Regions from separate parts of the Mus musculus genome. Here regions 1, 3, 4, 5, 6 and 7 are each linked to region 2. The links are chromatin contacts, called in public promoter capture Hi-C maps. All regions are on one chromosome and are shown on one strand. The core of a region is the stretch at or near the end of the contact, and the rest is flanking DNA. Distances in the headings are between cores, read along the strand shown.

Region 1 (4,075 bases), core at 1,160-3,659, 2.3 Mb after region 2:
GGAACGGTAAGTAACTACTACTTGAAGGAGACAGGCTGTTCAGTGCACTAAGAGGTTTCCAATTACAGCTTTTCTGAGAAATTCGTGAGAGTATCCCACAGGGGGCGCTCGGGGGGTGGGGGCATTGCTGAATAGCTTTACAGACAGACTAACAAATCTTTCAAGAAAATCTTCTGGACATCTCCTCTTCACAATCACAGTTCTAATTGAACAGTATGCTTATTGACCAGTTTCTACAGAGACTGCCTGTTAGGTGTTTGGTTGGAGAACCATCCTAGGCTTGCCCTCGCCTCCATGCAGTCCAGGAAATTCCATTTCCTCCCTCTCCCTACACACACTCACACACACACTCACACACACACATACACACACACACACACACACACACACACACACACACACACAGAGAGAGAGAGAGAGAGAGAGAGAGAGAGAGAGAGAGAGAGCCCTGACAGTCTCACATTCCTGACATTCCTGACAGGCCCCACCCTGCTAACCTGAAGACATAAACTCTTCAGGTCCCACTCCAGTGCTCCCATCCCCCCACCAATCTATAAGAAGTTCCCACATCATACGCTGCCTGTGACTTTCCAGTTTTGTCCTCTGAGACCGGTGAGTTCACCCAGGAGCCATTCGCAAATAAACTTACTTCTAATTCACCTGAATTGGCTTGTGTCTCCAGTGGAGGAAACATTCACTGGGTAGGAGGGAGAGAAGTGTACAGTGAAATCAGACTGAACATCTTCCTTCCACATTACACACTTTGGTTTCAAAAATATGAAGCCAGCTTGAGATCAAAGAGGCCTTGAAACTGGAGATTATACTGAACTGGAATTTGTAATTAGTAAAAGAAAATTGACCACATGAGTGAAAATCATCAAATGATAACAGTGTACACAGATTATTGTTGTTTTCGGAGACAGGGTCTTGCAGTGTAACATTGGCTGGCTTGGAGCGCACTCTGTAGACCAGGCTGGCTTGAAACTCACAGAGATCCACCTGCTCTGTCTCCCACCAGTTAAACTTAAGCCGATTATTCTAGCTTGCAATCAGGCTTGGAACATGGCTACCTCTATGCCTCTCTCTGACTTAATAATAGGTATAGCTATTCTTTTCTCCAATGGAGACAATATAGGGATCTATTTTCAAATGACAAGTCGTCATTAAGCAAGTACTTCCAGAGGCATTCAGATGTTGGGGTCATGGGGTGTGCAAATAATGAGGAAAGGACCAAGAAAGTCGGAAATAAACCACAAGTAAACTTTATACCCTCCCCCCGTCCCGTTCCCTCCCCCCCCCCCCCCCCCCCGGGAAAACACTTCTAACTGGTTAGGGTCACAAGTCAGCTTCGACCTTTGACAAAGGGAGAGAGCAGTCTCCTTTCTCCTTTTGAAGCATAAAGGCAGGAGCAGAGGTTCAGGGAACAATAAAGAAGGAATTTGTAAATTGAGGGTTAGTTCTGGAGCCCAGGGTGTGGCAGGTAGGAGGATGTTCATTCAGGCTCAAGGCTATTCTAAGACAGAGGTCTTATCTCAGCCTTTAGGGAGCTCGCCCAGGCCTGGTGGTTTTACTGCAGCTTGAAAGAAAGTAAGGCTTGCGGGCATGCAGTAAGATGGGGGCGGCCGTCCAATACCTGGGATCACTCTGGGCTCGGCACAAAGGAAAGCCCGGCTCTTTGTGGTTTGTAGTGCATTCTTTGCCTCTTTTGGGTAACTGACCTGGCAATGGGTAAAACTGGGAGTAGACATAAAAAAATTGTGACCCTCCAGGTCTTTCTTGGCCAGGCCAGAGATCATTACCAGCCTTGTCCCCATTATCCATCCTGCGTAGAGAATGGAGATTAGGAGAGAACTGGCACCCTGACCAATTTGCGAATCTAAACCTCACCTCAGAGATTGTTCCCAGGAGCAGAGTTCTGAAGTCACAACCACTCGGGTGACAGGAGCCCCATGGTTACATGCAAGATGCCACATAGAGGTAGGCACAGTCTTACACTTAAGCCACAACTCCACAACGACCAGACATTTCATGTCCTCATAGAAAAGCTATCAGAATGTATTACAAACAACCACAAAAACTATTCCAGGGCACTGCGTCCGCCCAGTCGCAAGGCTCCTGCCGAGAGGCTGGACAGGCCACTAGCCTTTCTGGGAAATGTAGTCCACAAAGGGACAGCCACCTAGCGCCCCCAGCGCCTCCTCTGGTTGTTCCGGAAAAGACCGTCCCCGCAGCTGCTCACGTCCAGCGCTGCTTCGCCGGCGGCGTCACCGTCTCGCCGCGCTAATGGGCTCAGCCACCTCGGCGCCTTCGGCCATGACTCCTGTCCCTAGCACAGGAAACGCCAGCCGAGCTCTGACCGGAAGTTGGGTCGGGCCGCGGGTCCTTCTGGGAGCACCTGTGCTCTGGGACATAACGGGCGCGCGCTGCCGCCCGAGTGGAGGGGCTGGCCGTGCGTGGCCCGCATGCCGCGTCTCTGAGGTTGCGTCTCGGGAGGTTTTGGCTGGTGGCGCTGCGGGGACCTCTCCACGGGAGAGGCACGGGTGGTCCGGTTTGCGCCGGCCGTGGGCTTCGGGCTGGGCGCGGGCTCTCGGGGGGCTCGGAGTATCCCGGGTCACAGCTTTGCGGAGAGCTCCGGGCCAGAAGGCGGGACTCAAGCCTGTTCGGAGCTGCAACCAAAAACCTGGTAAGAGTTTGTGCTACTCTGGAGATTTGGAGGGGGTGTGGTTGTGCGAGAGCGAGTGTCCTGTCGTGGCCATGTTTGGTGGTAAGGGGTTGAGTAAGGGTGTGGTGAGTGTGGGGATGGCGTGGCGTGTGCAATTGTACCGCGGAGTTCTTAGGTGTGTAGCATTTGGCGTAACTCGTAACTACGGGGAAAAAAAATCTGTACTTTCTAATGATTTCCCCCTCCTCATTGCCGCCCTTTCAACACTTTCTTCTCTAACTTTTTTCAGTTTTTCTTTCTATTATTACCTAATGGCTTGCTTGGCTTATTTAATTTTTAAAAAAATCTTTTCTTTTCTCTCCTTTCCTTTTCCTTTTTCTTTTTTTCTTTTTCTTTTCTTTTCTTTTCTTTTCTTTTCTTTTCTCTTCTTTCTTTCTTTTACCTTTGTAGTGTTGAATTTAAATCTAACGCTTCAATCACACCAGGCAAAAACTGTACCAATGAGCTACATTCCCAGCCCTGAAGTTAGTTTAATAATGGCTGAAAAAAATTCCTAAGCTCAATAGCAAACCAACTGGGATTCCTTCAGTTCACGTTGTTAGCAGATTCATTGCATTTAGCTGATCCAGGCTGTATTTGGTTGAAATTCAGATCTGCTCTCTGTTTGTTGTTTTCTGGTGCTCAAGTTAAAAAGAACTGATTCCAAACATATTTTCTTTTCACGGTGGATTATGGGAGCACAGGGGAGATCATGCAAAGACTCTAAAAAACCTCTGCTTCAAATGTGTCCATATTTAGCCAAAGAAAAGTTGTGTGGGTAAGCTTGTAGTCTATTAAAATAACTATTTGCCACATTAAGAAATCTCTAGAAATACTTTTATACTGGGTGTTACCGTTTAGTGCAAGTGCTCTTTGATGATAGTGTGCTCTTGTTTGCACTCTCTTGTGTGCACTCTCTAGCTCTGCTCTCTAGCTTGCTCACTAGCTCTCTCTCTCTCAAATTACATTTGTCACAAATTTTATATTCCAAACCCTTTGTCTTTATGTTTCAGGTTTCTCATGAGCAACATATCAGCTGAGTGTTTTTTAAACTCATTTGTCTGGCCTGACTGTTAATAGGTGAGTTTAATTCTGCTGTATTATCATACTACTGAAAACACGTTTTTATTGTTTATATTTACCTTGTTTCGGTACCCCCCTCACTGGCTTGGTTTCTGTTCTTGTCTGTGTGTACTTAGCAAAACCTCAAACTTAAACAAGACATTTACATGCTTGTACACCAAACTAGCTAGCCATCTCTTTCTGTCATCCTTGAGTAATATATTACATTATGTTGCAATACTTTAAAAAAAATTTTTTTTTTGTTTTTTTCAAGACAGGGTTTCTCTGTGTAGGCTTGGCTATCCTGGAACT
Region 2 (4,267 bases), core at 1,153-3,652:
GAGGGGTAAGTACTGAAGGCGAAGGGAGGGGTCTCACATTCCTGGGTTAAGAATGACCCACTTGAGGGCAGGGAAGTGCAGGCCTCATTTGCTGTGGAGCCCCCTGCACATGCTCTGGCCTTGTGAATACCAAATGCAAGGCTGAGGCCATCAATTTAAAAGACAAAAATGAAAGATATGAAATGAGGCTCAGCAAGGATGGGAGAGCCCAAGGAGGCAAAGTCTTCCCAGTTGTATACCTAGGAGTATCTAGCACATGCCAGAATGATCTAGAAAGAAAGAAAGAAAGAAAGAAAGAAAGAAAGAAAGAAAGAAAGAAATGTCTCATCGATGAGGACTCTCAGGGAAAGAAACCATGGTGTCTTGTTGCTTGGAGATGGCCTAACTTAATAGCGGGCCCACTAATATTTGTTGATGCCCTGAGATACTTTTGGTCTAGATATGATCGATTTCTAGGGACCCTTCCCATCTGCTTGGCCCATTGCTGACTCAACCAACCAGTCAGCCAGCTTTGTAGAACCTGTGCCGGGCAAAGCAGCCTGGAAGTGTTTTCTATCAGCCACTCTCTTCCCAACGCCTTCATCTGCTCCACTCTGCTGGAGAGCCAGCAGCATCTAGAGAACAGTTTTGATTTGCCCCATCCCACCCCTATCCCAAGGCACACAAGGAAGTGTTTGGAGACATTTCTGGTTTTGATAGTTGGGAGCAGGGTTGCAGAGTACTAATGACCTCTTGTGCATAGAGCCCTAAGGCCACCAAACAACATAAAGTGCACAGAACAATCGCTCTGCCAATGACAAGACCACAAAGGTTAACCTTTGTGACAGGCTTGGGAAGCCCTGGCTTCAACTAAGCCAGCTCTGTCCATCTCTGCCTGGTAGACTCCAATGCCACGATCAGGTTGTGGGCATCATGAGGACAGACTCTGCAAGTGGCAATGAACACAGGGACTGTCATAGTGCCATGGATACACCATCATTGACCTACTGAATGAAAGAGACCTTTCTGAGCTTCCCTTTTCTTATTAATACAACCAAAGTCCCCCTTCACCTGGCCCTGCTTGCCCCATGCAGTGCCATCTGCTGTCCATTGCCCTTTCCAACGATCTGGGCTTGGCCTCATAAGATTCAGCGGAAGAGTTTTGGGAGAGAGGATACCACTTACTGTTGATGGACTTGAGGTCCCGGTGAATGATGGGCACAGGGGCATCATTGTGTAGATAGTTCATGCCCCGAGCCACCTGCACAGCCCAGTTGACCAGCACATGAGGGGGGACCCGGCGACCTGCCAGTACCCTGCTCAATGCACCTCCCCGAGCATATTCCATCACCAGGCAGAGGTTTGGGGGGCTGAGGCAGGCGCCCCTCAGGGCAATGATGTTGGGGTGCTGCAGGGCTCCAAAGAGCCGGGCCTCCTGGCGGACCTGCTCCGCTGTCACTGCCGGGTCCCGTTCAGGGTCCAGCCGAGCGGCCTTGACCGCTACTTCCTCTCCACGCCATACGGCGCGATAGACTTTGCCAAAGCCCCCGACACCGATGATCTCCTCCAGCTGCAGCTCGTGGAAGGGGATCTCCTGTGGCAGCTGGAGGTCTGAGGGTGCGGCGGGTGCAGCGGGGGCCACGTAGTTGCTGGGGAAGACGCCCACACGGCCGCTGGGCAGCTGCCCTGTCCACCAGCCCTCATCTCCAGACACCGCACAGTCCTGGGAAAGCACCTGGACGCGGTCGCCTCTCCGCAGGGTCAGCTCCTCGTCGCCCACCGCCTCGTAGTCGAACACGGCGGTCCACACTGGCCCCGCGGGGGTCGCGCCCCACTCTCTGGCCGCCGCCCCCTCCTCCTCCTCCATGGGGGAGGGGCCGGGGGCTGCGGGAGGCCGCTTCACGCAGGCTGCCCGCGGAATGCTGAGCGCGGGGCCGGGAGGCCGGGATGGGAGACAGTCCCTGCGGACCCCGGGGGGCTCCTGGGGACCATAGCTGGGGGAGGGGCCTCCGCTGGAGCGAAGGAATTAAAAAGAAAAAAAACCCCAAAAACCTAAAAAACACCTTTTTCAAACGATAGGACCGATCCCTCGGATTTGGCTGTGCAGGAGAGGCGTTAGGTTCACCTGTCCCCAACGATGTCAGGGCGCAGGGAGGGCCGGGTCGAGCGGGGCCCGCCGGCGGAGGCCGAGGCCGAGGGCAGCAAGCGGCCGCCCCTCCCCGCGCCTCTCACCCCGCGCAGCTCCACCGGCGGCCCCCGGCTCCGCATCCTCAGCCACGACCGCAGGGCCGGGCAGGGATGGCGGCGCCCCGGGGGCGGCCGCCCCGGGATGGGGTGGCGCGCCCCTCGGCCTCCTCACGCGAGGAACGCGTGGGCGGCCCCCATCCTCCTCAGCCGGCTCCTGGTCGGCCCCCTAAGTCCCTCTCCCCGCCGGGGCTCTTGGCGGTGTCCAGTGACGTGTTTATGCTGCCGCCGCGATGCCGCCTGGGAGTTGTAGTCCCAAGCTGCGAGGCCTTGGGTTCGTCCCAGGCTACATGAGCCCTGGTCCTTAGGCCCTATCTCCTATCAGGGCGAATGAACCAACGCTTTCTACAAGCCCTGCAGGAGACCCGTTCATGTTGGAGTTCACGGTAACTGACTCATTTAGCCAAGGGAAACATAGGAGCTGAATGAATGGAGATTACGGACCGATACTCCTAAAGCGGTTCGGACAAGGTTCGCAGGATAGTCTCTAGGGTCCCTGGCTGGAAGTGCATGCTGGGAAATGTAGTTCGTTCGTGGACCATTGCGCTCCTTGAACCACCTGCTTCAGAGAGCAATGGGTGACTGGAGCAAGTTAACGCACAGACTTGTGCTGCCTCTTTGGGCAGGAGCAGGCTGGAGGGCGAAGTGTACTGTCTCGAAGATTTCATAGCCAGATTTGCTTGCCTCACCAGCTATGGGATCACTGGCATCTGCAGTAAGAACTTGTCTATACTCTTCTGCCTCCTATAATGAGCTTCAGTTTGGAGAGAGGGGGCTGAAAGGAGGGGTTTCCGGGGGTGGGGGCTTTGCTCAGATGATGTCATTAAATCTTCACGAAGAGCCTCATTTACAGGTGACTCAGAGAAACAAACTCACTTTGTTCAAGATTGCTAAATTATAAATGGCAAAGCAAGAGTCAAGGGCAGTTTAAAAGAAATTGAAAAATTGAAAAACAAACACTGTCAGTGATCGTATTTTTAAATTGTGTGTGTGTGTGTGTGCGCGCGCGCGTGCGTGCGTGCACGCACCCAAAGAGGGCGTTGGATCTCCTGGAAACTTCAGTCACAGGCGGTTGTGAGCCACCCCATGTGGGTGCTGGGGACCCAAATTCAGGTTCTCCGCAAAAGCAGCATATGCCCTTTAGAGCTGACCCATCTTTGCCCCCTACGGTAACTAAGATTCTGGTTGAGTTTATTTGTGGGACAGGCAAAGAACTGACTGAGAGGGACAAAGGTGTGCGTGTGTGGAGCTTTATTGAGGCAAGCTGACAATCGCTGAGTTGGGAGTCGTTACAAGGGCTCTGTGTTTAGCATTTTATAAGACTTATGGGTCCTCTCATCTTAACATTTTGCCTAGGCATTTGTCCTTCTAACCTTTCTCTAAGGAAGGAAACAACCCTGGCAGGAAGGCCGTTTCTCTACCTGCCTATATATTTTTCTAACTTATCCTCAGCACCATGTTTTTAGAATGCTGCCTTTCTATGTATAGAATGCAGAAGGTGAGTCCTGTATAACGTCAGTGGCTTGTCCAAGAACTATAAACGTCAGGGGGTAGAATCCTGGGTCTTTCCAGTTTGGTGATCCTAAATGGCTTGAGACTCTGGATAGAGGAAGGAAGAGAAGAATTTTAAGAACTCTCATAGCCAGATTCTGAGACACTGATGCTAAAAGATCACAGGAAGTGATACTACTCCTGTAGCTGACTAACAAGTCTCCTGTTGTCTGCTTAGGGAAACTAGGGGTCTATCGAGAATGCTTGTTGGCTGGTGAGATGGCCAAGCTGGAGTTTGAGCCCAGAACCCACGTTGTGGAAAGAGAGAACTGACCCCTGCAACTTGTCTTCTTAGCTTCTCCATGTGCAGCTTGGTTGGCATTGAATGCCTGTGTGTGTGTGTGTGTGTGTGTGTGCGCGCGCGCGCGTGTGTGCGCGTGTGCACTCGCACACACTCACAGAGGTGGGCAGGGGGAGGAGAGGGTAAGAGGGGGGTGAGAGGGAGAGAGAGAGAGGCCAGAGGTGAGCCCTAGCTATCCTGGAAATTGCTATG
Region 3 (3,867 bases), core at 697-3,196, 2.2 Mb after region 2:
AAAAAAAAATTGAGAGGGCTTGTGGGAGAAACCATGTGGAAATGAGGGGACAAATCAAAGTGGTACAATCCACTTTGTAAAAAAAAAAAAAAAAACCATTCATGAAAAAGGTAGAAAAAAACCAGCAACTCCAAGAGCATCAGACCAGTATCAGAAGCAACTGGAAGAGTGTCAAAATCTTTAACAAGACAAACCACATTGGGAGATAAAGTAGAATCTGGGATAAATCCCTTGGAAGATACCGCCGTGAAGCTCCCTTCACGTCAGGGTGTCGGAAGGACAGAGAAGAATGCATGGGTGAAGCCCATCCGTTTCCGTTATTCTCCACTCTAACCACCTCAAGTAAACTAGTAGGCAGCTGTAAGAAAAAGAATAGTTTAATGCTAGGCGTGATGGCACCAACATGTGATTAAAAGCACGTAAAATTAAAATATAATTAATGGATAGCAATCTCCTTAGTGTGTAAATGAAGCCTTAATTTAATACCATGGCTCACCCTCTAAATATCTAATTAAGCTCAAAAGACTGACATTACAAGCTGAAATAGGGCCGGGCGTGCTGGTGCACGCCTTTAATCCCAACACTCGGGAGGCAGAGACAGGTGGATTTCTGAGTTCGAGGCCAGCCTGGTCTACAAAGTGAGTTCTAGGACACCCAGGGCTATAAAGAGAAACCCTGTCTCAAAAAACCAAACCAAACAAACAAACAATGCTTGCTTATACTGCTCTGCCTAGGACCGGAGTTCTGTTCCCAGCTCACAAATCTGTCTGTAACCCTAGGTGATGTAACATCCCTTTCTGACCTTTACAGGCAAATACAGGAAAAACAAGCCAGCGATGGTGGCACACTCCTTTAATCCCAGCACTAGGGAGGTAGAGGCAGGCAGAGATTTCTGAGTTCGAGGCCAGCCTGGTCCACAGAGTGAGTTCCAGGACAGCCAAGGGCTACACTCTGTCTCAAAAGACAGAGAGAGAGCGAGAAGAATTGTAAACAAACGCTTCTATTTCCTTTATTAAAATCAACTAATTTAGAGATTACTGTAACAACCACAAACGTGTGACTAGATATACAAACTCATACACATAACTCATAAAATAGAATATTGTGCAGCTAAGAAAGGAAATATTTATATAGAAATGAGTCCCATAAACACCAAAGTAAAACGGTGTACCCAGTGTATGATGAAGCTTGCCTTTGGTCCAAGCATTTGTGAGACAGAGACAGACTGATCTACGTGAGTTTAGTGCAAACCAAGTCTGCATAGTGACTTGCAAGTCCGCCTAGAGTGAGACCCAGACTCAAAATAAATAAAAATTCGAAGAGAATTTTTTTCACTACGTTATAACAGAACCCTATACCTATTCGGGAACAACCACTCGTTTACAATTCTTCCTAAATCTGATAGATTTTAATAACTAATATTCATTCTTTTTTTTTATATGCCACCTAAATGGATCATATAAATCCTATGCTGAGCCTCGCCAACAGAAAAGGGTAAAACGGAGAATCTGTCGTCATCCTGAAAATTCCTACAGTGAGTTACAAGGCCCAGAAATGTCCAGACTCAGGGTGTGGTATCTCAGAAATCATTTCAACAACTTTGTTCCAGGAGACCAGTGCCACGCAGTTCCTTTTTTAGACTACATTTCCCAGAAATACACGCGACTCTACACAACTTCCGGTGCAAACCTACTCCAAAAACATACAGTGATTCTCTGAGATTGGCCCCCTATCATGGAAGGGGCTCAATGCATTGTAAGAGTTTCTGTCCGAGTTTGTATATCTGTCTAGGAATTTCACGCACAAAATTGAAAATGCGGAACGAGCTCCTCGGCCTGCCTCAGGCCGTGCTCTGGCGGGAAATCCGAGAATGGATGCCATCTTCCCCGCCAGTTCCAATCGCGGACTACATTTCCCAGAAGCGTTCGCGAGTGCTAGGCAGCCCCTTCTTTTGCCTGCGGGACCCTCGTCGTCCGGGGACGGGAAAGTGTACGGCGAGCGGCCTATAGGCCCTTGTTAAGGCTCCAAAGCTGCGGCCCTGGGGTCTGAAGGGAAATACCAGTCAGTATCTGAGATGTCAGGTCAGTGGGAGCTGGTCTAGCAGGATGAGCAGCAGTGAGGCTTTGGCTCTGTTTAAGTGTGACCTTAAGTGACTCTAGGACGCAGTGAGTGCGTGGCTGTGATTTTTAGGATTCTTTGGTGGGTGTGTCAATGACCTGTGAACATGCGCAGAGCTGTGTGTGTACGTATGCACGTTTTCTTTATTATATGTGATTAATAACTTTGTGGCAGTGTGTGTGATTGTGTCCCAATGTGTTTGGACCTATTGTGTGTAACGGTATAGCACCTGTGTATGAGGGATATATCAGATAGCCAGTAATTATGCTTCCAAGAGTGTTAATCAGAGGGGGACTGTCTGTATGTTTGTATACTATGTGTATTGGGTACCTGTGACTGTGAGGATGTTTGAGTGTGATTATGTAACTTTATGTGATACCATGAGCATGGTTGGATGTAGCTGATCTTTGTTACTTTGTGGGTTCCTTTATTCACCGACCCTTTATACCCCCCCCCCCCCCCCACACACACACACACAACACCACCCTCCTGCTAGATAGGAGCGAAAGAAAAATAGATGGGGGAGAGAGAGAAAAAGAGAGAGAGATCCTTGACTCTAATTTGTTTCTTCTTTGATCATGACTGCTAACAAACCTTACCATACTCCCTGAACAACCACCAATCCAATCCTGCTTGTCTGGACCCTAGCATTTATGTATCCTCTGAAAAGTCCTCAAAATTTCAAATGCCACACAGTTGCAGAAACTATCTGCCACTGGCAAACCCATACCTATGCTAGAGCACAGGTAAATGAGCTGCTTTGAGGTAGCCCCATATTCCCACACGCACCCCACACGCACCTGGAATTAAAGCAGAGACATACTCTCAGAATATTTCTGTGGGTTTTTTTTTCAATTTTTTTTTATTATTCCTGTGGTTTTTAATGAAACCAAAATTCCAGAATTCTCACTACAATTGGAAGATGGCATGTAATTGTCAAGCTGACAGTATGTGTGTCTTAGGGGCTGTTATGTTCTGTTGAATGTGTATTGTGTATTGATTGTGTAAAATTTCATGAGGGCAACTGGAAGTGATTATAACTGTTGTGTGACTCCGCCGTGAGTCTCCTGTTGTGCCCGTTTGTAGCACTGTGGTTTTATGTGGTGTTGTATTTAAGGGTTCTATAAATGTGGTTGTGATTTCATCCTCAGGATGGATGTGTGACTGTGACTATCCAACCATACATTGTTGTGCTGTCATTTGGGTAGGGTGTGCTTGTGAGGATATATGTGGTTCCATGGTGGGTGACTGACAGCAGCTGTGGGTTTGTAGATTTGGTGTGCCTCTGACTGCCCAAGTGACTCCAATTTTCTGTCCTAAGAGACCCCCAGTGAGATAAGAACAGATTCCAGTATTGGACAACATAGGCTACATTCCTTCTCTGACTCTAGACATTATCATGAGAACCTAGACTTCTCCCTGGGTGACAGGTATGGATCCAGGGTGGCCTTTTATTAAAAGACTTAGGACTTCATGACTCATTTTTTCCCCCAGCTCCACTCCTCCAGAGGTACCCAGTGGAGAAAAGAGGAATGGCGGTGGACCACGCCAAAAATAAGGTACACTGGGGTTTCTGTTGGGATGACCCACAAATACTGTATTTTCTGGCTATAAAAAAGTGTGTTCTTGTTTTTCAATTATTTGGAGCTGGTGACAACTGGCTAGTAGGACATGTAAATGTCACTTCCATGCCTCCCTTTAAAAGTAAGGCGACTTTCCCCAGCCTGCTAGTAGAATAAGGAATGTGAC
Region 4 (4,244 bases), core at 125-2,624, 2.4 Mb before region 2:
AGCTTTGGTTTCCAATTCCCTGTCTCTGAGTAGCAGCAAGCCTAGTTGCCACTCTTAGGGACCCACTCCCTTTAGGAAACTTACCAACAAAGGCAATTTGCAAGGGGGACAGTGAGGGATATTTTGAAAAATACTACCACATGGCTATTTATTTTTTCAGAGCCAGTACCAGCCACTTCAAAACCATATTTTATAAGAGGTGTGACCTGTGCCCCCCCACTCCATTTTTGCTAAAGAACCCTGCTCCCTCACCTTGTTTTAAAAGAAAACTGACAATGAGCTTTCTTAGAAGCCTGTGTTTATTCCCAAGCTATTCTTATCTATAAACAATAGTGATTATTTACTGCCATCATCGAGGACTGACTACAAGTCTAAACGTTTTCAGTGGGTTAGGTGATAATGTCAGGCCGTATGGTTTAAACCTGGCCCTTTTCTGTGGAAACATTAATAATTCTGAATCGGTGTTTCTAAAGGATATCCTATCCAAATCACCAATTTTGATGGGAAGGAAACGAATAGCCCCCTTTTCATACAGGATAGTGACAGAAATCATATTCTTGTCTCTTAGGGGACAACAATCCTAGATCAAATTGGCAAGTAACTATGACCTCTGATCCTAGTCTCCTGTGGATGGCAACGTCGTCAAGTACTCGAGACCTTGATAACTGGAAGAATAGGACCTGTGACCTCTGTTTCTTGGGTGTTGGTAATTCTGAATCTAAACTCCAAGTGATGGTAAACCCTCAAACTCCTTTATCTCGGAGACAGAAAGCTCCGATCCTGGCTTAAAGCAGCACGGTGACCTCGAGCTTCTCTCTGGGTACATGAAAGAATCTGGTTGCCGTTTGATGCGCTTGGGAAACCCAGATCACCACCCCACAGGGCGCCCCTAAGTACTCACGGCCCAGCTTCACTCCCGGCGGCGGGAAGCTAGTGCCCGCGCCGGGGCCACCGCTGCCTCCTCCGCCGCTGCCGCTGGGGCCACCCCCGGAGCTCGAGGCTCCCACGCCCCCACCCATAGCCCCGACTGACGCTTTCCCGCCGCCAGTGCCTCCTGGGCCAGAGGCCGAGCCCCCGGGGCCGCCGCCACCACCTCCGCCTCCGCCTCCTGGCTCCGCGAACGAGCTGGTCCGCGCCCGGCCCGAGCCCCCAGGGCCGCCTCCCGAAGGCCCGCCGCCGCTCATGGCGCCGAGCGCAGGCCCAGGCCGCGGGGCTCGGGCTGCCTGGGCTGCCCCCGCCGCTGCCTCTGCCGCCGCCTCCCCTGGGCTCCGGCCTCTTCCAGGCCGCGCCGTTCGGGCTCCGGCTCCGGCCCAGCGCCCGCCGCGGGGCACGCCGGGAGATGAAGTCCCTCTGCCGTCGGCTTCGTTGTCACCACCCTCGACCCGCACAGCACTCTGGGAAATGGAGTTCTCAAACCCTCAGAGTAGCTGACTGCTGGGGGCGGGGTGTGACGGCTCGCGCTGCACACCGGGAAATAGAGTCCTGGCTAATGTCACCCGACTCTGCCAAAAGCTAACTTGGAAGCACTTTGAAAAACACAGTCAGAGCCACACACTCACTACACAGAGGAAAAAGCAAGTCCCTTAGAGTATCTCAGAAACGAAATCTTAGCCACTCCAATACTGAGCAGCATCCAAGAATGATGCACGCCGGGAAATGGAGTCCAGCCACCCACCCAATCTGTGGGCCATCGGTGACTTCCTGCACCGCGTGCATTCTGGGAAATCGAGTCCGCACCCGTGAATACTTAGTACTCTGGCTGTGAAGCACACTGGGAAATGGAGTCATCACCACGCCCTCACCGCATTGCAGGTGTAGAATGGTTGATAAAGCACTATAGGAAATGAAGTCTCAGATGCTCCTCAAACCTTAAGTAGATACTGTAACTGGAAGGAACTGATAGGAAGTAGAATAGGCATCGCGCTCTCTCAGGCCAGCTAGCAGCGTCGCAGTTCCTTCCGGGAAATGTAGTCGACACCAAGAGTTATGCGCGTCGCTTCAATGAGCCTGGTGTCTTCTGGGAAATGAAGTTCAATATTGCCTCACCATTGACGAGGCTGATGAGAGCTACCAGCAACCAGAAGCATGCTGGGAATAATCCACAGTAGACTCTGACTCTTCGTGAAGCTAGGCTCTGGGGCTTCGTGGGAGCTGTAGTCCAAAGGGAGTACTGTGGCTGAGAGTGTAGGTGAAAGGTTAAGGACAATTGTTCCCAAGGGAGACTATAATGTGTTACAATGTCTTCTCTGATCCCTAGGTCTAAGACCTAAACCGATAAGTGAGTGCTAGAAAAAGTAGTCCCAAGCAACCACATATAGAGAAGAGAATAACGTCTCCTTACATTCTCAACGGATTTAGTACAGTAAACAGTCCCGACTATGCCTCAGAACATTTGTTTTCCGATAGTCTACCTTTTTCCCTAGCAATATGGTTAGGACCAAGAAGATGAGCTGCAGGATTTAAAAAAAGAGAGAATTTCTGTCCTGAACCCCCAATTTTTTGCGTCTATCCTCTTCCTAGATTACAGGATTCTAGATAATCTGAATGAAGGGAGCCGACTACACGAAGGAGTTTCAGCTTTCTTGAGTATGTCGAGTCTCCTGTTAATCAATTAATACCCGGGAAAAGTCGCACCAAAGTAGGAAACTGGGGGCTGGGGGGGGGGCGCAGAGACAGAGGTCAAAATGCTGTCAGCTCTCGTGCCTCAGAAACGGAGTCTGTGCTCTACTTTACTCGCAGCCTGTGTTCGTCCTAATTGTTGGGGCTTTTCTGAAGCCTACAGTACTGTCTGCTCAGTCATTTCCCTATTGCAATTCTCAGTGGACACGGAATGGAGACAGAAGGTACTGCTAGCGCTTCTAAAGACTACGTTATCCAGAAGGCAACGCACGGGTACTTCCGCCCTCTTCGCAAAGCCTGCAGACGCTTCACGCTCGACTGTAGAGGGAGTTTCTGGAGTAACACAGTCGCATGGTGGCTGCCGCCCTCTGACGGCTGCTCCCAGTTGAAAAGTGAAGTCAAGCCCCTAGGTATAGGATCAAAGAATCTCACTAGGCTATGTAGCAGGATAGAACACATTATTTAACCGCCAGAACTCGTGGAACCTGCCCAGGGGACCGTTCTTGGCATTGAGATCTGTGCGGCACTGGAGAGCAAATTCAAAGATCTGTAAGATGTTTCCAAGTGTCTAAGCAGGTTCTAAAGATGTTTGGAGGAGTTGATGGGGGTCCATGAAGAGATTAAAGACTTTGATATAAGCAATGTAAAACAATTGTTTGGGGAATTATAGAGAACTCTCAAGGGAAACTTATGAAAGGTGTGAGGGAAAACCTCTGGGCTGCCATGAATGAGGAATGGCTAAGAAACACAAGGAAGAGACGTTGGCCTCGAGAGCCATGGAGATACTTTGGAGGAGGGCTATTACAAATGGGATTTTAATTGGAATGAATTCATTTGTAAAAGTCGTGAAAGGTGTATGGAGGACTTTCTGGTTGGAAGCAAAGATCTCAGGGACAAATGTCTTGTTTTTGTTTCTTTCGAGACAGGGTCGCATGTAGCCCGGGGTGCCCTCAAATTCACTATGAAGCTGAAGACATCTTCCTGCCTGTACTGTGCTTGGGTTACAGACTAGTGTTGCCAAGACAGTTTTCTGGTGATGAGAATTGTGTGTGCTAAGCAAGCACTCTACAAACTGAGCTACATCCCTAGCCCTCTGTTCTCTTTTGAAATAGGGTCTTAGGGGCTAGAGAGATGGCTCAGTGGTTAAGAGCACCTTCTGCTCTTCCAGAGGTCCTGAGTTCAATTCCCAGCATCCACATGGTAGCTCACTACCATCTGTAATGAGATCTTATTTCCTCTTCTGGTGAGTCTGAAGACTGCTATGGTGTACATAAAATAAATATTCTTAAACCACATCAACAATAAAAAAGAAATAAGGTCTTAGTGCACACCTTTAGTTCTAATACTTAGGAGGTAGAGGCAGGCAGATCTCTGAGTTCAAAGCTAGGTTGGTCTATAGAGTCCCAAGGCTACATAGAGAAACCCTGTCCTAAATGACCAAAATGGAAGAGCAGCAGCGAGGAGGAGGAGGGAGAGGAGGAAGAAATGGGGTCTTGTTCCTTGTAACAAGGCTAGACTCAAACTAGCAGCAATCCAACTAAGACTTCCCAGTACTGAGGGCAAAGACACGTGCCACCACACTAAGTTCAGGGCATCTTTTTGCAGGAAATGTTCCAGACCTCTAA
Region 5 (3,718 bases), core at 312-2,811, 2.3 Mb after region 2:
ATTCTGTTACTTACAGTATTCATTGCTATCCAGGGTATATCTCTATTCCAATATTACTGAAATACTGATGCATTGATTATTTCAGTAATATTGTAGGATGTTAGAACTTTACATTGGGTATAATTATTTAGATTTTGGAAGATTTTAATAAGGATATGCTTGTTAACATATCAACTCCACTTCTAAAAGCCACCCGAAGAGAGGGAGGAAACAAGAGGAGGTATGAGGGAGGAAATGGGGTACATTACAGCATTGCCAAACAGTTCTGCATGAACTTGGTTTATAACTTCAAGAGGTTGAAAACAGAAATTAATCAGGATATATATATGTGTGTGTGTGTGTTGTGTGTGTGTGTTTAAATGGTATACACTTGAAATGTGTAATTGTTGATGTCAATATGTTAACAACATCAATGGTTAAATAAGAGCCGTAAGTTACAGAACTGTATATATGATGTTACTGCTCTTTTTTTTTCTTTTTTTTAGATTTGTTTATTTTATGTGAGTACACTGTAGCCATCTTCAGACACACCAGAAGAGGGCATCAGATCCTATTAGAGATGGTTATGAGCCACCATGTGGTTGCTGGGAATTGAACTCAGGACCTCTGGAAGAGCAGCCGGTGCTCTTAACCACTGAGCCATTTCTCCAGCCCGTTACTGCTCTTTTAAGAGGCCATGCTCTTTATATGAGCACATAAATGTACGCGTTCATGCTCACGAGTGTAAAGAAGTCAATTTGTCAGGAGCTGCATGACTGACTAGGAGAAATAAATAATTTTTAGTCTTTGGGCTTTTCTGTATCTTGCTATTTGGGAAATGGAGTTGGGCTGCAAGGCAAATGAATTTCGCCTGTCATGTACACAAGACAGTTTGTCAATACAGGAAAATAGTCAAGTCCTGGAGATACTGATGCTTCATATAAAAATATTTTCAATTATTATAAACGGCTAAAGGTAGCACTCGTTCAAACGCGGTCTTCACACATCTCCACACAATCCTACCCGCCTAACTTCCACCCACAGAGTTTTTCATTAATGCATTCATTCATTATCTCAGCCATCACATGTGCACCCACGTTCGTAAAGGCACATAAAGGATAACGAGCAAATTATAGTCACATCACGGCTGCTGCAAACCGCAGGCATCCCGTCCTCTACCCACACCCGCGACCGCTCTACAGGGCCCTGGCTTCCACCCAGCACAAAGAGTCCTGGCCTCCAGCTCACGGCTTCCGGGACTCAACGCTGAGCCGGGCCACGGGTCTCGATCCCCCAACCCGACGCCGCCCAAGGCTCACAGCCTCCGGGCTACGGCCTGGTGCTGCTAGGCTGGGAAAGAAGACCCACAAACCTGGGTCCGCTAGGCGCAGGGTAGCACTTCCCAGAGGGCCGCGCGGCTCGCCGGGCGGGTCTGGCCTTCGGCGTGCGAGTCAGGAGAGTGGCCAAGGCTCGGGTAAGGGCGCGGCGCTGCGGCAGGGGGACCGGCTTGAGCCTGGGCGGGTTTTGTAGCAGCGGCTACCCCGCGGCCTGGCATTCACAGCCTGGGGGTGCAACTTGCAACTGAGAAGAATCCGAAAGGATCCCTTGCGTTCTTGCTTTGAACTACATTTCCCAGAGCCCTTCGCGGCCCGAGACCTGTGCTCACCCAAATGAAAAACTGGCCCTCGGCTATGAGACTTTCAGGGTTAGGGAGTCTGAGCCAGGAAGAGAGCACGGCTGAGTTTGTTTAGTTCCCTTGGATCAGGGCTCTCTCCCGAGATTGTCTACCTCTTTATGATGGGGATGGTCCTCCGGAGTCACAAACTCTTGGTAGCAGGCAGAAGGAGGAGTTACGTGAATACGTGTGTGTGAGAACTAGACTATGGGGTCAGGGTGTGGAGTTTATAGAGTTAAGAGACCTTGAAGTTCAGTGACATTTAAAACTGTGTGAATTTGCAACCACTTTTGTAATCATGGCTGGGTGTTCTCTTGCAGCGTTTCATTGCTATCTTCCAATTTTGTCAGAAACATGCTTTTGTCTATACTTCGTAGACTCCTTGTTCTGACCGACAGTGTTACTGGACTGTTAACGTAGGATTGTAAACACCATTGCTGAGCAATGTCTACATACTAACTAGATCCTAAGGAAACGGAGCCATTTACTAGTCAACTAGACCCTTGTACCAGTTAGCCGTTCTCTCTCCATCAAAACAAAACAATCACCACTGGGGAGGGGGACGTTATTAGATATACGTTTTTACAAATACTTTCCACCCTTGCTGTAGGAGTAATTTGTCCTTTTATTGTCCTGATAATACTCTTTAGTGAACAAGGGTTTTTTGTTGTTGTTGTTGTTTGTTTGTTTGTTTTAAAGGTTTATTTATTTCTACTTGACGTGTTTTGAGTATTTTGTCTGCAGTTCATGCATGCAATACACAGAGAGACCAGAAGGGGGCATCCGATTCCCCGAAACTGGAGTGGCCTGTGCTTGTGAACCACTCCCTGAGAGTTCTGGGAATGAAACATGGGTCCTCTTCAAGAGCAACAAGTACTCTTGATGCCTAATCTGTCTCTCAGCCCCTGCTTTAGATAGATAGTATAGTGTACATAGTTCCTTTATCATAGTATTTAAGCAACATTATTTTATTTCACACAGAATATAGAACTCTAAGCAATAGTTTGTTTCTCTTTTCCTTTCATAATATTGTTGCTGTCAAATAAACTTCTTGAATTTGCCATCGCTTGACATGTAGCCCAAACTGGCCTCAAGCTCAGATAAATCGCCCAGCTTCTGTTTGACAGGCCCACCCCCATCCTAACTTTTATTTTCTGTCTATCCCAGCACCACAGATAGCTTCTCCCATACAGTGTTGGTTCCTAATCAGACACCACAGAGAATTCCATACACAAACACATATCCATGATTCTAACCCTTCAACGTTTGTCCGACTCAATCTGACACTCTCCACAAATCTACCACAGCACATTTAAACATCACAAATATCATATATACTGTGAACACAATCAAGCACACATGACTCCAGAAATGTTTGCCTAACCCAGCAAATCATGTTTTCCACTGTTACACTCCAAGAATTGTGTACATACATACACACTCAGAGAGTTAGGTATTATTCTCAAAATCTTGAAATTTTTCCTGAAGAAAAATACTATGTGTTTGAATGAAGTACAGAGTCAGATGAAGACAATACGGAGGGCATGGCTGAGTGGCAGAGTGCTTGCCTGGCATGCTTGACAACCTGGGTTCCATCCCACAAAAAGATCTGTGAAGGGACTAGAGAAAAGGCTTAGCAAGGAGCTGGAGGGATGGCTCAGTGGTTAAGAGGAGCACCCTCTGCTCTTCCAGAGGTCCTGAGTTCAATTCCCAGCAACCACATGGTGTCTCACAACCATCTGTAATGGAATCCGATGCTCTCTTCTGGTGTGTCTGAAAACAGTGACAGTGTACTCATATACATAAAATAAATAAATCTTGGAAAGAAAGGAAGGAAGAAAGAAAAAGAAAGAGAAAAGAAAAGGCTCAGCAATTAAGAGCACTCTGGGAACTGATGCCCCAAAGATATAGGCAAAAATACTCATACACATAAAAAGTAAAAATAATTAAAATATTTTCAGTTTACTTTATGTGCATGGGTGTTCTGCTTGCATTTGTGTCTGTATACACGTGGTTTGGCGGTGAGAAGAGACATTAGGACTGAGGCTTGTCCGTCCCACTGAA
Region 6 (4,019 bases), core at 483-2,982, 2.1 Mb after region 2:
GATGTTCCTGGGGAAGGTATTAATACAGGTGATCAAAAAAGTCAAAAGCTGTGCCCATGATCCAAAACAGGACATCATAGCAACTGAATTTCCAAACTTATAAAAGTGGACACTGCTGATGCACCAACAACCTTGCCTCTAAAATGGTTATTAAACAGACTAGTATGGCAGATGGCCCACAACAATAACAACAACAACAACAAATTGCAGGCGCTTGGACAACTGGTATAAGAGCAGCTGGAGGCTCAACATGTAGAAGAGTCTACCAGCCCATGGAATTGTCCTTTGTGTTGTGAAAGAAAAGAAATCAGGTAAATGGAGGATGATAAAGGACTTAAGAGCAGTTAATACGGTACAATGAAGCAAAGATCAGCAAAGACTTGAAACCAGCAAAGCAATGCAAAGCTAGCTATACACTAGTCACTGTGGGTTGACTCCTATTTATACTCTCTCCAAATATCACATGGGTCTGCATCACCTGACATTTCCTTAAACTTCCACTTCAGGGTACACTACAGGAATGCAGTCACAGGATGGGCCAGAATTTTCAACAGGAGGAAAACAAGCCACATCTTGACAAAAGTAAAGGGATGTCAGGAAATCATAAGCTACAGGACAGAACTCGGGAATTAAAAAAAAAAAAAAGTGTGACACACACTAGGCTCTTGTAGATGCATATTCAACCATTTCAGAGATCATTTTGGCCCAACAGCCATAGCACCTATCAAGAAATCAGAGAAGCCTAGGGGCTTCCTATGCAATGGAAACACCAGACAAAAGTAGGGTGACTGTAGATAAGGACAGAGTCTACCCCCAGGATGTGACACAAGTCCCCTTGGCTGGAGTCACAAAGGTACAAAGTTGCCTCACCTATAGTGACTCTCCAATTAATCCCACACCACGGGGACACAAAAGCTATGGGTGCCTCAAACGAAAATACAATCCACCCCACACGGAAGCCTTAACAGGGAGAGCCAATCACAGTCACTGTTGCCCCCACCCTCACCTTACCTCTACCGAAATTAGAAAAGGTCCACTGGGAAGCAGTCACACCTCAGTCGGTCACCTCACACGCTCCCAAAGTTAGGCAAATGCTCACAAACACAAAAGCCCAGGGACCTCACACTCGAGGGACCTCACACTGGTAAAAAAAAAAAAAAAGCATGGCACAAAACGGTCACACAGACTCCAGCCACACACACAATGGATGCGATCATACTCACCAATCAAGGAATCCTCTCTGCCTCCATATCCCCTAGACTACCACCCAGACACATGATAACAATTCTACACAGCTCCGGATCTCCCGGAGTCAGCTTCATTGCACTGCACAGGATGGTGCATCCAAACCCTTGGCACCAAAGGCGTCTCATTATCCCTAAAGTTCTCCCCAAACCTGTCAGGAGTACCCTGCCCACTCCTTAAAAAAGGCTCCCAGGAGAGGGAAATACAACGCCTGGAAATGTCAGGGGCTGAAAGCTGTGGCCTGAACAACAGATACAAAGTGTTCGGCTATTCGTCGGAATCGTGAGGAAATCCCAGCGGTGAAAGACTTCATAGACCTAGATCAGGCTCCTCGACCCAGCACTATCTCAGCACTGCGAGTTTCCAGGGAACCGAGGTATTCTGGGAAATGTAGTTCAAGGCCGTGCTGGTGACCGGAGGCGCATGGCTCGAGTAGGCTGAGTCATCCAATCCCCAGGCGGAAATCTGTCTAAGGAGGCTGTTCCGAATTCGACTTCCTGCTGGAAGTTGGGGCCACAGACCGGAATGTAGGACCCCAGCGCTAAGACCAACCCAGCATTGGCAGTCTGACCAAGAGGAAGCCTCGTCCTGTAGGTGCAAGAGTACGCAATGACAGCCCTGAGCGTGTGTGAGAGAAAGCATAGGGAGGTTAGATTGCATGCGCGGCTGGATCTGGGAGGAGTTGGACGGCAGAGAAACTGCGAGGTAAGGAAAATGAGCGTGAGCAAGAGTTGGGCTCGAGCTGTGGCGCTTTGTGAGTGGAGCGAGCTGTTGTGGGGAGGAGACATTGTATGCGGATCGAATGGTTCTTGGGGATTGGGTCTCGACTGGATGGATCCCTGTACAGGAGTGGCTGAGATTATAGAGATAGCGGAAGCTTCCTAAATCTCATTTTCTTTTCAAATTACGATTAGTAAGTGCGGTCTTCTGGAGTGTCTGTGGGAGGGAAAATGTATAGCTGATAATAACTAATTAGCATTGTTATTTTTCTGTAAGTTAATTGTGCGGCGTAGGCAATCTACAGGCAATATAGCCGACTTTTTATTTTTAACACAGTGTTTTGTCAGTCGGGGTGGTTTTTTTTTGGGGGGGGGCGTTATTAACGCTCAGGGTACCCCAAGCAGACATCGTCCCTTCTCTAGAGAGTTCCTGAGGAGACACAGGTAAGGTTTGATTTTGAGGCTGGCTTGCAATTCTCTTTATAACCAAGGTTGACCTGAACTCCAGATCCTCTTGTCAAGTGGTTTCTGTTGGTTTGTTGTTTAGACAGGATCTTGCTGTTTAGCCCTGGTCACCCTTCAGAGGCCGTCCTCCTGACTTTCAAGGTCTGGGATAACAGGTGTGAACTACCATGCCCTGCTCCAGAAGGTGATAAACGGAAGTTTATTACAGAGAGCAGCATCACCATGATTAAAACAAGCTGCACACAGTACTTAAGAGCCAGTGGGACACAGCCATAGAGGTGTGTGTCCATATCAGCCAGAGTCAGTGGACACAGCCACAGCGGTGTGTGTTCATATCAGCCAGAGTCAGTGGACACAGCCGCAGCGGTGTGTGTCCATATCAGCCAGAGTCAGTGGACACAGCCGCAGCGGTGTGTGTCCATATCAGCCAGAGTCAGTGGACACAGCCACAGCGGTTTGTGTCCAGATCAGCCAGAGTCAGTGGACACAGCCGCAGCGGTGTGTGTCTATATCAGCCAGAGTCAGTGGACACGGCCACAGCGGTGTGTGTCCATAGCATCCAGAGTCAGTGGACACAGCCGCAACGGTGTGTGTCCAGATCAGCCAGATTTAGAAGGTAAATGTCATCTCATTTCTTTATCTGAATTAAATAGAAACCTCAGTACCATAAGCCTGCCCCATTCCCTTTCTGTTTTTGAGACAGGGCCTCTCTATGTAGCCCTGACTAGCCTAGGACTTACTATTTAAATACATACTCATAGTGAACTCAAAGATTCATCTGCCAATGCTGATATTTCAGTTGTGGGCCACCATGCCTGGCATGCATGTATATATGTACACATATATGTATACATATATATGTATCTATATGTGTGTATATACACACACACACACACACACATATGGTAGCATCATTAAAGACCAAGCACAGTTGTCAAGTGGTAGTTTTTGTTTTTGAGATAGGCTGTAGCTTACGCTGGTCTCAAACAGGATACATGTCAGTTCAGAGTCTAGGGCTGAACCCGGACCCTCCCAGCTCCACTCTCCAAGTGCTAGCTAGGGCTGTGGGGGAGCCCCATCACACCCTTCCAGTGAGTTGGTATTTGATTTAAAATTCAAGTCTTGCATCATCCACTCTCAGGTAGGGAGATGATAACTTCACTGAACTGGATGCAGCCTAGTTGAGCAAGAGACTGCTGGACAGAACCATGAAGGAGTTCTAAGCTCAGTAGCCGAATGAGAACCATGCCTGGCACAGATGCCCATTGAGGGGCTGACACCATTGAAGTGCCTTCAAGACTTCCTCATAAGCCTGGCTCTTAAGTTTTAGTTGATATGAACCATCTTCCTCTACTGGAACTTAAGCAAGCAAACAGTCGGACGGAATGGCATCAGTATACCAGAGAACAAGAACAACCGCGAGCAGGCACTTACAGCACAGCTGTAAGGATAACTGAAAGGCATGGAGAGATGGCTGCTCTTGGAGAGGAGCTGGCTTTGAACCCCACTACCCTCATGGTGTCTCACAACTGGCTGCAACCCCAGCTTCAGGGGATCTGACGTCCAGACACATTTATTTATTTATTTATT
Region 7 (3,815 bases), core at 1,037-3,536, 2.3 Mb before region 2:
CATGTTTTTATGACTCCACACCCTGGGACTGGGGATGTAGATCAGTTAGTGCAGCACTTGCCTCACTCCACCTGGATCTGGTCCCCAATTCTGTGCAGACTGAATGTGGGGGTGAATATTTGTAATCCCAGCACTATGATAGTGGAGACAAGAGGATCTGATGTTCAAAGTCATCTTGAAGTAAATGGTGAGTTTGAAGCCAGCCTGGGATGTATATATGATGCTCTACCTCTCAAATAGCAGCAACAACAATAAAAACAACAAGAATCGATGTACATGTTTGGGTGTGTCACGGTCTCCACGTGTGTTCGTGTGTGCTGAGGATAGGACTCACTGTTGGTTCAGGCAGAGAGCTCAGGGGTTGTCCTGTCCATTTCCCTCACCTATCCCCATCTACTGGACATCCAGAAGCAAGCCACCCACCTCCACTACCTGGTCCTCACTCCGTGAGCCTCCTCTGACTTAAGCCTGTTTCCTGCAGAGCATCCAGAGGATCTTTTGAAAGCATAAGGCTGACCTTGCCCTTCCAGCCCACCAATGCTTCCCTGCCTTCCTCCCAGATAAAGCTTCAGACTTGGGCATGGCCTTTTAAGCTGACCTAGAGCCCACCTTGCCTGCCCCAGCTTCCTGACCCCAGCCTCCGCCCCCAGACCTCTCTCTGCATTGTCAGGCGCTGCTCTTCCAGCGGTGTTCCTGCTGCTCTGCTCTCCCCACCTCCCTTGCTCGGTAGCTGATGCCTGCCCGTCCATGAGTCTGATGTCACCTTGTTGGAAAAGCTACCCACGCTCATTTTCTCAGAATTTTCTTTCTTGAAAGCAGGACACATTTTCTCATGTAGCCCAAGCTGGCTTCAGACTGACTATATAGTCAGAGACTACAAGACTTTAAGCTTCTTTCTGATCCTCTTGCCTCGGCCTCCCTACTTCTGAATTATAAGCAAGTGCTATGATGCCTACTGTGTGTGGTCCTGGAGACAGACCCTTGGGCTTTGTCCATGCTAGTCAGGTACTCCAGTAATAAGCTACATCCCCAGCTCCAGGATTTTTCCTTTTATCATACTGGCTTGTTTACAATGTTTTGTAAATGGGTGAATGAGAGAGGTTGAGACAGAGTTCCACTCTGTAGCCCTGACTGACCTGCAACTCACTATGTAGCCCGGGCTTGCCTTGAACTGACTCAGCTTCCCAAGGACTGGGATCAGAGGTGTGCGGCACATGCCTGGCAACAACAGTCTTATTACCATCTGTGTCCTCAGCTCTACTGAGACTGCCCTGCTAGTTACAGAAAGCCGAAGCCTGGCACCTCTAGGTATTGAATGTCTGTCTCGGGATGAAATCTTTGTGACTAGAGCCTTTTAGATTCAGAATTAAGGTTGAGGCATACAACAGCTGTCAGCTCCACACTCCCTGCTCTGAGAAGGCTGAAGGTATCCATCTCCCTGCCCTCACTGGACAGGTACAGGAAACCCAACCAGCTCAGTGCCTCTGTGTCTCTGTCGTCATTTGGGAAATGGGCTGATCATAATGACAGCTGTCTCATCCAGTTACTTGTGGCAAGATCACAAGGATAAATGACGGCTCCAGCCAGTCAGGATACCCTTGGGGCAGAGGTGGGATCTGATTCACAGGTCTGAGGCCTGGCACTAGGAAGGGCCTCAGGAAATGACAGTCACTTCTCAGAGCTGCGAGCCTTTGTGAGTGTGCTTACCTGAACCCCGTGCAAGGGAGGAGCCTTACTCAAGCAGATTCTTTCTGACTCCTCATGACACTAAGGGCAGCTTGGCTATTAACAGCTCCACGTCACACTTCACACATTCCTTTGCTTATCAATCTAATAAATACTTGAATGTCCATGTGTCTGGCATTCCCTGTAAACAAGGCAGACACAACCCTACTCTTAGGGAGACCAGTGTCTAGTAGAGTCAGACACTCTACTCAGCACACTCAGCCAGACAGTAGACTTACATACACCTCTCCAAAACACACACATTTGAATCTGACAACAGCCCTACAGATGCCTGTTGGGAGCTCAGAAAAAAAATTGAGAAAAGGTCCCTGTTCATTACTTCACATTCATAGCAATTTGGTACAATGGGTCTTTGCGATTGAGGTTCCATATCGCTTCAAAGCATAGTGTTCTGCTATGTGTCTTTGTTGGGGGATAGGAGGCTTCAGGGTCCTGCTTGAGCTCCAACACTTGTCTACCAAAGGAGGATGAGGAATGATGAATTTGGGGGTTTTGGGTCTGGTAAGCCATGCCAGGTTTTTTCTGGTTTTGCCTGCACAGGAACCTGTCCCTGGAGTCTGATAAAGATCCATGGACTGCCGGTGGAGCTGCATAGCGGAGGGCTTGCTTAGTGTTCACCAGGCCCTAGGTTTGGCTGTAAGCAGCGCCACAAGACAGACAAAACTCATAACCAAACCAGGACTTAATGCCTGCTCTGATTGAGCCATGCAAAATCTTTGGTTGTTCTGCCACTGTTTCTCCAGCCTTTTGGATCCAGGGAAGCTAAATGGTAACTCCCTCCTTTCTCTAAGGACAACGTAAAAGTTCTCATGTTTTGCAAGTCGCCCCAGGGTTGCTGGGTTGATGAAGGTCGATTGTCAAAGAGCAGATGGATGGATTCACTGAGAGAGTAAGAAGGGGCTGCAAGGAGCTCTTCCAATTACCGGATGCCCCTTCTGCCTACCTTTTGCATTCTATTTATTTAGAAAAAGCGGTTAAAAACCCTTCTACGTTATTCTTTTAAGAGGGCAGAAGACATGAAAACCGCTTGAACCGAAACAGAAAACACTAAAGGCACAGCTCTTGGCCACACAGAAAAAGGAACCTGAGAGAGAACCTTATTCCGACAGACGAGCATTTCGGACACTTCCCCAAAGACCGCACTGGGACAGACGTAGTCCTTACGTCTCGGTGGGGCATTCTACTCTCACATCACCCCCCCCCCCACGCGCAGGACGGCAGTGGATCAGTCCACGGGTCTCTTCCCCCTCGTGGAAGTGGGTCAGTTCCCCCAGTCCCCAGTCCCCCGCAGGATGTGCGGGATTTCTTTTAAGCTGTTACCGACTCACCTTTGATCTTGCCTTTTCGCCACCGCCTGCGACTGCGGTTCTTCGATCCTTCTTTGCCCTGCTTGGAGGCCTGGGCCCCCACGGGCGCCGATTCCACGGCCGGCTCCATCAATTCTTTCCAGTCCTGGCGCGGGGCCCAATTCCAGCGATCAAGTTCCTCTCTTAGAGTCAATCCTAGTTACACACCACTGCCAGGCCCCCAAACCATCCAATCCTGGGCAGGCTCCTCGCGGAGCTCCGCCTTTAATGGGTGGGGCTGAAGGTCTTGGCCCGCCCATCTGCTCAGATTAAAGGAACCGCGCAGTGCACCGTAACGACAAACAAAAAACCAAAAACCAAAAACCAAAAAAAAACCCGCAGTCCTGGAAGCAGCGAGAAGTGCCCTCACAGCAGGAATAGTGAGGAGTCGCGTTAGAGTCACCCCAACAAAGAATTCTCAGTCATCTTGTGCAGGTGCTGACCCTCGCCATCTCATTCACCTTTCCTTGAACCTGGCCCGCCCACTTGCCCCGGGAGCCGGAAGAACGGGCGGGCGGGCAGGGGGCGGGCAACCCAAGGCGTGGGCGGGGACCGACTTGGGGGCGTAGCCGCGCTTGGTAGCCGTTTGGAGAAGCCCCGCCTTTTCCTCCGCCCCCTCACGTGGTCGTCCCTGTTTTTTTTTTTTTTTTTTTTTTTTTTTTCCCCCCCAGACAGGGTCCTAGGCTGTAGTTGAGGGTGGCCTTGGCCTCTCAGCAAACTACC

Evidence for each region. Promoter capture Hi-C pulls out the DNA fragments that hold promoters and counts their contacts. Capture Hi-C pulls out chosen DNA fragments and counts their contacts.
Region 1: a promoter capture Hi-C map of liver shows a contact between it and region 2, with 5 times the contacts expected there. The contact joins the promoter of Zfp568 here to the promoter of Map3k10 in region 2. A contact is called at or near these places in 2 of 39 promoter capture datasets (both in liver) and 1 of 115 datasets of contacts at active chromatin or transcription factors (astrocytes).
Region 3: a contact with region 2 is called in a promoter capture Hi-C map of liver, with 7 times the contacts expected there. The contact joins the promoter of Zfp383 here to the promoter of Map3k10 in region 2. A contact is called at or near these places in 3 of 39 promoter capture datasets (hippocampal neurons and liver), 1 of 115 datasets of contacts at active chromatin or transcription factors (astrocytes) and 2 of 9 other capture datasets (adipose tissue and liver).
Region 4: a promoter capture Hi-C map of pre-B cells shows a contact between it and region 2, with 4 times the contacts expected there. The contact joins the promoter of Gsk3a here to the promoter of Map3k10 in region 2. A contact is called at or near these places in 4 of 39 promoter capture datasets (hippocampal neurons, liver, maxillary cranial neural crest and 1 more).
Region 5: a contact with region 2 is called in a promoter capture Hi-C map of adipose tissue, with 3 times the contacts expected there. The contact joins the promoter of Zfp74 here to the promoter of Map3k10 in region 2. A contact is called at or near these places in 1 of 39 promoter capture datasets (liver) and 2 of 9 other capture datasets (adipose tissue and liver).
Region 6: a promoter capture Hi-C map of liver shows a contact between it and region 2, with 6 times the contacts expected there. The contact joins the promoter of Zfp790 here to the promoter of Map3k10 in region 2. A contact is called at or near these places in 5 of 39 promoter capture datasets (the C10 cell line, hippocampal neurons, liver and 1 more), 1 of 115 datasets of contacts at active chromatin or transcription factors (astrocytes) and 1 of 9 other capture datasets (liver).
Region 7: a contact with region 2 is called in a promoter capture Hi-C map of liver, with 3 times the contacts expected there. The contact joins the promoter of 4732471J01Rik here to the promoter of Map3k10 in region 2. A contact is called at or near these places in 4 of 39 promoter capture datasets (cranial neural crest, hippocampal neurons and liver) and 1 of 115 datasets of contacts at active chromatin or transcription factors (embryonic forebrain).

Annotation. Positions count from the first base shown.
Region 1 is chr7:29,981,546-29,985,620 of GRCm38.p6, forward strand. It overlaps Zfp568 (zinc finger protein 568), which reads left to right and starts at 2,410. Exons shown (of 10, transcript NM_001167872.1): 1 at 2,410-2,683; 2 at 3,715-3,781. It overlaps Gm31735 (a long non-coding RNA gene), which reads right to left and starts at 1,976. Exons shown (of 2, transcript XR_001778074.2): 1 at 1,888-1,976.
Region 2 is chr7:27,672,179-27,676,445 of GRCm38.p6, forward strand. Map3k10 (mitogen-activated protein kinase kinase kinase 10) reads right to left here and starts at 2,403. Exons shown (of 10, transcript NM_001290528.1): 1 at 1,165-2,403. The coding sequence starts at 1,846. It also overlaps a transcript of Zfp607b not described here.
Region 3 is chr7:29,906,571-29,910,437 of GRCm38.p6, forward strand. Zfp383 (zinc finger protein 383) reads left to right here and starts at 1,947. Exons shown (of 5, transcript NM_001243908.1): 1 at 1,947-2,081; 2 at 3,613-3,677. The coding sequence starts at 2,075.
Region 4 is chr7:25,236,477-25,240,720 of GRCm38.p6, forward strand. Gsk3a (glycogen synthase kinase 3 alpha) reads right to left here and starts at 1,375. Exons shown (of 11, transcript NM_001031667.1): 1 at 902-1,375. The coding sequence starts at 1,184.
Region 5 is chr7:29,952,504-29,956,221 of GRCm38.p6, forward strand. Zfp74 (zinc finger protein 74) reads right to left here and starts at 1,562. Exons shown (of 6, transcript NM_178384.4): 1 at 1,352-1,562. C230062I16Rik (a long non-coding RNA gene) reads left to right here. Exons shown (of 4, transcript XR_003946630.1): 1 at 1-1,453.
Region 6 is chr7:29,814,340-29,818,358 of GRCm38.p6, forward strand. It overlaps Zfp790 (zinc finger protein 790), which reads left to right and starts at 1,733. Exons shown (of 5, transcript NM_146185.2): 1 at 1,733-1,950.
Region 7 is chr7:25,392,427-25,396,241 of GRCm38.p6, forward strand. It overlaps 4732471J01Rik (RIKEN cDNA 4732471J01 gene), which reads left to right and starts at 2,287. Exons shown (of 7, transcript NR_015569.3): 1 at 2,287-3,527. It also overlaps a transcript of Lipe not described here.